Regions from separate parts of the Rattus norvegicus genome. Here region 1 is linked to region 2. A link is a contact called in public HiChIP or PLAC-seq data. All regions are on one chromosome and are shown on one strand. The core of a region is the stretch at or near the end of the contact, and the rest is flanking DNA. Distances in the headings are between cores, read along the strand shown.

Region 1 (4,565 bases), core at 817-3,316, 430 kb before region 2:
TGTCCTGTCTGCTGCTTAAGTTCAGGACATAAAGCTTTCAACTACTGTCTGCCTGCTTCTTTCATGATGATCATGGACTCTCTAAAACTGTATGCAAGTCCCCTATTAAATGCTTTCTTTTATAAGAGTTGTCTTGGTTCACTATGTCTCTTTACAGCAAGAGACAATAATTAAGACAATTGTTCTTAGTTATATAAGTAAAATATGGCTGCTGGATTGCAGATGGCAGGGCTTCAAAGCTGGGCTAAGAAGTCTGGATTTGACTTTGTGGTGATAAATGCAGAATTAATTAGTGGTTAAGACTGAGGTGGGGGGCTCAGCTTTGAAACTGAGACTCAGGGCCAGAAATGATTAAGAACCACTGAGTTACACTAAACTAGGAGTGAATAGCTGTAAAAGGAGGAAGTATTTATGAGAAAATAAAGGAGGAAGATCTAGCAGTATTTCAAATTTCTTAAAAAGTAGGGATGAGAAAAAGGTATCAACTCAGGGAACAGAGTAGCTCCCACAGGCTCTGCTCCAAGCACAACACCACCAACACACCAACAAAAATATGGACACAATCACTAGTTCCTGTCTCTGAAAGGCCCAAGTATATCTGTTAAGAATCCAAGAACACGGGGTTGGGGATTTAGCTCAGTGGTAGAGCGTTTGCCTAGCAAACACAAGGCCTTGGGTTCAGTCCCCAGCTCCGAAAAAAAGAAAAAGAAAAGGAAAAAAAAAAAAAAAAAAAAAAAAGAATCCAAGAACACTGAAGATTACAGGTAGGGAACCAATTGTTAAAAACCAATGCCATTTTGCCAATTCCTGCCGAATCCAGACCACATATATAGACTTCATTCATTAACTCATCATCAAAACAAACAGGATAATTTCTTTTTAAAATGTCAGACTTATGGTTTAATAAATCTTTAACAGATCCAAATAAGCAGGGGTTTCACACAGAGGCTGCTTTAATTAAAATGTGCACTCAAATACAAAATTAGCAAATGTGACCTTTTCCCTGCAATGGTGTCTTGACAGAACTTTACAGTTAACAGGCTATACACAGAAAAACGACCCAGTATTAATCTTGTACCCTGAGTAGTCCAAAGACTATGTGCATATGTTACAGGTTCAGGCCAATCAATAGTGTCTGAGACCAAAGGGTCTGCCTGATTTTACTGGGTACAGAAAAAAATTCTTCAAAAAACTAGCTCTTTACAATTAGAAAACGGATGTTCCTCCATGGATTTATTACCAGAGCAAGATATTACACGACATTTAAATTTAACTTGAATACAAGGACAGTGTATCAGAAACCTAGTTTTTGGGGCTACAGATGGCTCAGCGCTTACTGCTTGTCTATAGCACCCGAATTCAGCTCTTAGTATCCACGCCAGAGGAGTCACAACCTCCTACAAGTCCTGCTCCAGTGGATCCAATGCCCACTCTGTCCTCCGCAATAACTGCATCCACGTACACAAACACACAATTAAATTACGTCTGTGAGCATCAAAAAGGAAATTACTAACTAGCTCTTTCGATGAACGCAATAGAATGCACTTGTTTATTGAAACACAACATGTTACCTCACCACTAACATTTTGTTTTGAGACACGGTCTCACTTTTTAGCCTAGACTGGTCTGGAACTCGCAGTCATTCTCCTGCCTCAGTATTAGCTCCATAGATCACAGACAACCACGCCCCACTCCAATCGATCATTTTAAGCCTGTGAGTTTCCAGCTCTTCACAACTATGCGCCTCGACCGCTGCTCTGGTCCCTATCCAGATAGCCTTTGGCCGCCCGCCTAACAGAGCCCAGCGTTGGGAAGACAGGCACAGGCACTGAGGTAACCATGCCGACCGGACCTCAGTGCCACTTCCGGCTTTCACGATCACCGGGACCAGCAGCAGCAGCACGGGCAAGTCAGGAGAAGGGTTCCCGCGGCTGGCGAGTCTCGATCGAGCCGACTCTACTCACTTTTTCAGTTCGGGAGGGTGGGCTTTGCTCATGGCGACTCTTCAGTGAGCTCAGCACAACGGCGAAGGAGTGAGCGGCCTCAGAAACGCGCGCGAGGCAGGCTTGGCGCTGGTATCTGACGTCACTACCGCGCGAGCCAATTGCTTTCCGATAACATTACCCTTTATCTCGCGATACTGATGGGACGCCTGAACGTGCGGACCAGAGCCACGCTTCCGGTTGCGTCGTCAGTGACTGGCCAGGACAGAGAAGTGGTGCTACGCTGAGCTTCCTTTGTGTAAAATTGAAGTGGCAGGTCGCTTAAAAACAAACCCCTTTATTTATATTTTATGTATGAGTGCTCTACATGTATACCTGAATGCCAGAAGAGGATCTCAGATCCTGTTGTAGATGTTTGAGTCACCATGTGGTTGTTGGGAATTGAACTAAGGACCTCTGCAAGACCAGCCAGTGCTTTGAACTGCTGAACCATCTTACCAGCCTGTGTGTCACCTTTTTTCACTTTCTACATTTTTGTCGTTTCCCCTGTCCTTTTCTCACTCAGTTTTTGACATAATTCATGCTGGCCTCGAGTTCACTGTGTAGTCAAAGCTGGCTTTAAACCCCTGCTTCCTGTGTTAGAATTACGGGTAGCCGCACCACGGGTCCTTAATTTCCTAAGCATATCCAGGCAAGGCTGAGGGCTCCTGAAGCATCCAAGTTAACGAACAGTTTGCACCAGTAGTGGGAAGGTAGCTAGGCTGATTCTTTTGAGGATGTGAATTCAGAGTCTGGAGTATTTTTGATTCATCGTTCAGCAGTTCTAACATTGCCTTCAAAACCTGCCTAGCACACATACATAAACGTCCATACATAGAACGTGAGCAGTACTACACAAGTTCTGAGGTATTGAGCTTGCCCCTGTGCACCCTCCCTGGGGTGGTGACACTGCTCTCAGTGCACTGGGCTCTCATAGTAGTCATTAAGAAAATGACCCACAGACATATTGTCCAGACCCCTGCTAGATGGAGGCAGTTCTTTGAATTCTCCCATGATTATTTGTGTCATCAACAAAAATTAGAACAAGACTGCTCAACTGTATACTCTTCCCAACACTGGCTGTGCTGGTTGAAACTAGGAAACGGACGTGAATATTAATAGCCTTTAGCACAGGCTGACCTCAAAGCAGGAGGGCAATCCTCAGCTCTGCCTTACAGTACTGAGATTACAGGTATGTGCCTTTAATCATGGGTATCTCTTCAACATTAACAGCCTTCAAGTTATGATGTGCTCTGGCTTTCTCTTAGTGTTTCCCATTTACTGATGATATATCACTACCCACTAAGAAAAAGCTGGAGACAATGAAACTTTATTTAAAAACCAAACCACTTGGAAAATATATTGCAGGCTTAACACAGCAAACAGACAAATGTATCACTGTTTCAAGTAATTAAATTGGTATAAATACAATATAGTACTCATCCAATAGATAAGGTGCCACATTGGGCCAGCAACACTGCACTGCAAAACCCCCAGTAAAAATGGCATTTGGTAAGAAGGTGTGTGCTTCTCCTGCTGTAGTGGCCCTAGCTTTCCTTGGCCCAAGTTGCTTACTTTTAGGCCTCCTTGTGGCTACAAGGCTCTGTAAATTCAGAGCTGATTAATACTGGGTTTGCACTTTTATTTTGTGAACCCAAGGCCAATACTTCTCAACAGCTCCTGTTTATTCTAGCGACTGGCGTGTGAGTGACAACCAACCCCACTTGCTTTTCGTGAGGATGTGTCACTTCGGTGTACAAGTCAGTGAAGAAAGCTGTTTCCCATGTACACTGTGACACTGTCTGGCTTTTCTGGGGTTTCTAGAATAACAGAATTTGAAGAAATGGACATTCCCATCTTGATGGCCAGAAAATACTAGGAACCTTTAGAAGTTATTTAAACCACTCTCCCTCCTGTATCTTAAATCCACTGTGTGCCCTTGCACAGAAGACAAAACCAAGCAAACTATAGATTTGGAAAGGAGATCTTTTCCTCTCTCTAAATCACTAGCCTACTGGGTTTTGTTTCATAACATATGCAAGGTGGTGTGGTGTTACTTGTGGTGAACAGGATTTGCCAAGCTTCTCTGAGGAGACCCACCTCTCCTCAGGTTTTACCAGGTTTAAGAGAGAGCCACCAGCCTGGATGTTTGTAGTAGAAATCTCAGCCCTTGGTACAAGGTTGATCTCTACTACAGAACAAACATTGCACATAAATATTTAGGATCTAGACTTCTCCTCTGAGCTATCTGCGATCCAAATCTCAGCACCAGCTTCTTTCCACGTCACCTTCTAAGATCCAGATGTAAAGGAACCAGTGTCTGGTAGTGAGCCGCGTTTGCCTGGAACTTGCTGTGTCCTAAGTTTTCCTCATTCGTAAACATTGCTTAACATATTAAACTTCCATTCTTCCTTAAACAGCCTGCTCTCAGCCCCAATGGTCACTGGCAAACAATTTTATTTCCCGATGGATGACAGAGACTCCTTGATCTTCTTGGTCATTGTTGGGATGAGGTGCATGTGGTCATCCACACACTTGGCCACACAGCTGTCTAGCTGTCGCTTCACCTGAAGCTCCTTACTT
Region 2 (4,933 bases), core at 496-2,995:
CTGAGCTTCCCTGAATGTCATCCTAGCTGGGCTCTCACTGAGGATAAGGCTTCTTTGTTCATTCATGTTTAATTATTTTTTATGTCCAAACCATAAACTTCATTCTCTCTGCTTCCCCCCAGCAGGAAACGGCCAAGTCTGAATCCCCATGACGACTTCAAACCAATCTCCATGACTACTTCAAACATCAGTTCAACCATCTCTCTGGGTTTCAGCTCCCTGCTTTCCACCCTGACTCTGTGATTTTTTTTTCTTATACAGAGAGGAGCCCCTCCGCCCTTCTGGTGCGTTACTATATCGCTGTCAGTATCTTGCTCCTCTTGTATTTCTTCCCCTTCTCCACCGGCTTCTCTCCCATCAGAAGACTGTAAAAACCCATCAGTCAACTGCGTATGAGAATGTGGATACACTTTATACACCTTGAAGGCATTAGCACCCAGATGTAAAAGATATGTATCTTGCAATCACATTTTGACTTATCAAGTGTTATGATCAGAATACTCAGTTTGCAATGATAATAAATATTATGAAAAATGAATTATAAGCTACATTTAGAAATTTCAAACTAAAAGTTTAAACTTATTTTAAAAATTGCGATCATAAATTTCTATAGTCTAATCTGGGGACTTAGTCTACTATTCTGCAGATGCCCTGTACTTTGGTCTACCACTTGAATAATTCAGATATTCCCTAGGAAACACAGGGCCTGACATTGTGTGGAAATTTTGGACTGGAGTTCCTCTTTTATCTCTGGGTTATTTTTGGTGCTTGTTAAAACCCATGATGTCCACAGCTATTGTGACACCTGGCCTGTGGACACCATTTTTTTTTGCAATTAGAATATATTGTTTTTAAAAAGTGTTAGCATGTGTTTCATTCCAGTAATCCCTTGTCTAGGAATTCAGATACAGTATACACCTATAGGGATGTTCACACCACCGTCTTTTCTGTAACAGACGATCAGAAACACAAACAAAACAAACAAAAAGTCCAATTGGGTTAAAGTGGCCCATAACCCTTAATTCTAGAACTGAAAAAGTAGGCGAAGGCCGATCTCTGTGATTTCAAGGTTAGATTACTCTATGAAGCAAGTTCCAGATCTCAGAGTGTTATATGATACCTTACCTTAAAACAAACAAAAAACTCCAAACAGGTGGAGGTATTTCAATATTGGAATGGTTAAAAGAAAAGTTGGTATTTTTAATTATGTTGACTATACTAAGTGTCCTGTGTCGTTCAAAATTAGGAATATATATATATATATATATATATATATATATATATATATATATATATTCTCCCGCCTGTGGCACCACACACACATATATGGATGAAGAAACGTTAAATATATCAAATAAGGAGAAATATGTTGTATAAAATTTTGGTATATTTCTTTTTGGCGGAAAAAAGGATACACATGTGTAAAAGCAAATCATGAATATACAAAATGTAAACAATTGACAACGTTCGCGAAGAATGCAGGGATCGGAGGGGTGGGGCTGGATTTCTGTTCCTTGTCCTGAGCAGTTTTGCCGACGCAAGTAATTATTCGCACAGCTGCAATACCAGCCTCCATCCAGATAAGTACAATATTGTTGGAACCAATGGCAGGTTGACAAACCTTATTCTCAGCGCGACGTGTGACGTCATCACGGCGGGGCAAGGCGCATGCGCACTAGCGAGGCATCGACGCGGCGCGTTCCTTTGCCGGCGCTTTGGTTCCGGCGGCGTTTTCTGGCAGCCCTGAGGTCGCTGCTTTGGCTGCTCTGGCACGTCTGGCGTTGGGTGGGCGGCATCTCTGCGCCCACATGAACCAGTGGCATTATGGCCGATACAGTCGGGGCCGGGACTTTACTGCCCGTGCCCCACCCAAGAAGAAGGGCAAAAACCAGATCCCGGAAAGGTAAGGCGCTTTGGTTCCGGGCCTGGCGTTCCGGCTGCCTTGGTGGCCCAGAGTCTTGGCGTTCTCTCTGGCCTCGCGCCCTTCCGCCTCCCAGAGTCCTCCGCGCCGAACCCCCCCACACTTCCCGACCCCGCATTTTGGGGTCTCAGGTCTGTCCGGACCGGGCTCTGTGGAGCTCGGGCCAGGGCGGAAGGGCGCAGTGGGGCGCGGCTGCCAGTAATAGGCGTTCCTTGATCACTGAAGCCACAGTCTTCAGCTTGTTGGGACTCTGTGTGGGATCCGGTCTGAGCTGTATACACCCTGCGCTCGCTTGGGGACCAGCTAGAGAGGTTCTTTTGCTTTCAGGACTCTGAGGGCGGAGGTGTCATTTGCGGGAGTTAACCCTGCCTGTGCCAATGGCTAGTTTTATGATTTTGCTCACAGGTGCTATGAATATGAACCTTTACTTGCGGCCGTTTGCTTCCCTTTTTCGATTTCAAAAGTCGGTCGTTTTATCTCCACAAATAAAAAATAGCTGAAGCCAGACGTGGCCCAATCGGCCTCTCTCCTTCCTAGAATTCATCAAGTCCTTTGTTTTATCTCAACAAATAAGCAATACTTAAAAACTCAGGATGAAAGGACTTCAGTAAGCACTTCTTTTTATAGCCACAAATGAGCAGTACCTAAAATTCAACATGGACATAATGTCTCTCTCCCCTCCCAGACTTGAGTAAACACTTCGTTTTATCTCCTGGATATCTTCACAGTCTGTCAGCTCTTCTCCATCATCCCAGTACAGAACTTGCCTGACATATTGCAGAAGACAGTCGTCTATATACTCACCAACCCATTTCTTTATAAGATTTATTTTTATGTATATGTGTACACTGTAGCTGTCTTCAGACACACCAGAAGAGGGCATTGGATCCCATTACAGATGGTTGTGAGCCACCATGTGGTTGCTGGGAATTGAACTTAGGATATCTGAAAGAGCAGTCAGTGCTCTTAACCGCTGAGCCATCTCTCCAGCCCCTGGCCAGTTCATTTTTAACATATCTTATATAGTTAATTATTTAACCATTAATTTTTTAACTAAAGTATAAGTATGTTGTAAATTCTTGTTTATTAATATTTTATTAATAAGTCGCTTTATTGGGTATAAAATTCTTAACTAAAAATTAAAAATAATTTTAGGTATTGCTTATTTATGGAGATAAAACAAGATAAATATCAAGTAGTAATTGTTAGACAGTTCATAGATGTAAGGTAAAGCTTGACTTTAAAAATAAAAAGCCAACCTTCTTGTCACAGCCTGCCACACTAGCCCACTGTGTCTCCAGTCTCTCACCACTCAGTCCTCTCCGTACTCCAGGTATATGAATGAACCATACATGTGTAATTCATGGACATAGACCAACTCAGCTCTGACTCTCCACACGGAAGCTGAGGTTGTATGAATGGAGATTTGTACACATTGAGCTGATGTCACTGGTGTGGAAACTAAAAACACTGCACTGAAAGTGTTGAGTGTTAGCTCCTTCAGCCGGTATGGGGCATTCATTACTCCTTGCTGCTTTTAATATTTTTTAGTTACCATACAAAATACAAGTTTCATTATGACATTTTCTACATGTATGTCATTGTACTTTGCTCATAGTCACCCCCACACATACACCTTCCCCTTTCTCCTGCCCACGTTTTACTGGTTTCTTTCCTTCCCCCTAAATAATTCACCACTGTCCTGTCTCAAATATGTATTATATGTTTAAAACTAGATTCCACCTAGGAGGGGAAATACACAGTCTTTCCCTTTTCTGCCTCTTGTTGCCCTCTCCCTTCCCTTAACCCCTTTCCCCCCTGACACAATCTCCCTTCTATTTTCTCGTCTGATATATCACTTTAGTATTTGATTCTAGGCTGGATTTGTAGGCAGTTCTGTTCTCCTCTGGTAATTCTAGTTTTAGGTACTGTTTGCTGAGACCTGTGTGTTGCTTTGTTGACTTGTATCTGTCTTCAAGATGGGGAAACAGAAGGAAGGATGGTAGGTCGTTACTTGTGCAGAATGAATAGGACAAAAGGCAGAGCAGGGTAAAGGGACATTCTGTGTGTATGAGGTGCCTATTGGAGCCTTATTCTTGGAGACAAGGCTGGCATTCAGTCTGACTAACCAATGCCCTGTGTCACAGGTGGAAAGACTATCTCCCAGTTGGGCAACGGATGCCTGGGACTCGTTTCATTGCTTTCAAAGTTCCTTTGCAAAAAGTAAGTAAAAATTAAGTTTACAGAATCTTTTCAGAAACAAATTCCTCATGGAGAATGCTGGCTCTTAATCAAGAATAATTTTAATATGTTATATGTTATGTCAGCCCAACTTAACTAGATAATTCAGTATTCACTGTGTTGATATGGTAGTTGCTGTGCTGGAAATTCACGAGAGTGGGAGGGGGTGTTCATTGGTGAAATGCATTGAAATTTTAAGGCTTAGGCAAATAGGAACACATTTTTATTTGCTCTTGTTTTTACCTTGTGTATTTAATGTTGACTAGGAAATTCTTAAGCCTTTCAGGTAGGGAGACACAAACACAGAAATATGTATATATTAAAGTGAGCTTACATTCTTCCCACCACTGGAAGAAAGATTATTGCAAGCTTCCAGAAGAGTGGAAACAGCCTTTTGGTCTCACTGGGTCCTCACTTTATGGGGCTGGGATAAATGCATCGTGTGATGCAGGACTTGATGTAGGTTTGCTCTCTTACTTCACTCTCTTACAGAAATTTGAAGCAAAGCTTATGCCAGAAGAATGCTTTTCTCCTTTGGATCTCTTTAATAAAATTCAAGAACAAAATGAAGAACTTGGATTGATAATCGATTTAACATATACTCAGCGCTATTATAAAGTAGAGGTAAGTGGACCTCTGACTGAAAAAAAATAATTCATAGTAATTTAATACTTTTCATCCTGTGGTGATGCAAAAACTAAACTTCATTCATAGGTAGTAATAATTTTTAAAGAAAAGCCAATAGTTTCCCTAATTTCATTTTCAAGTGAG

Evidence for each region. HiChIP or PLAC-seq counts read pairs in DNA pulled down with a chosen protein or histone mark.
Region 1: a contact with region 2 is called in an H3K27ac HiChIP or PLAC-seq map of oligodendrocytes, with 8 times the contacts expected there. The contact joins the promoter of Snrpg here to the promoter of Dusp11 in region 2. A contact is called at or near these places in 1 of 12 Hi-C or Micro-C datasets (frontal cortex) and 1 of 1 datasets of contacts at active chromatin or transcription factors (oligodendrocytes).

What each region holds. Positions count from the first base shown.
Region 1 is chr4:120,367,212-120,371,776 of GRCr8, reverse strand. It overlaps Snrpg (small nuclear ribonucleoprotein polypeptide G), which reads right to left and starts at 2,066. Exons shown (of 4, transcript NM_001135085.1): 1 at 1,965-2,066. The coding sequence starts at 1,996. Fam136a (family with sequence similarity 136, member A) reads right to left here. Exons shown (of 3, transcript NM_001106605.1): 3 at 3,298-4,565. The coding sequence ends at 4,439.
Region 2 is chr4:119,939,379-119,944,311 of GRCr8, reverse strand. Dusp11 (dual specificity phosphatase 11) reads left to right here and starts at 1,745. Exons shown (of 9, transcript NM_001025650.1): 1 at 1,745-1,903; 2 at 4,069-4,144; 3 at 4,655-4,786. The coding sequence starts at 1,809.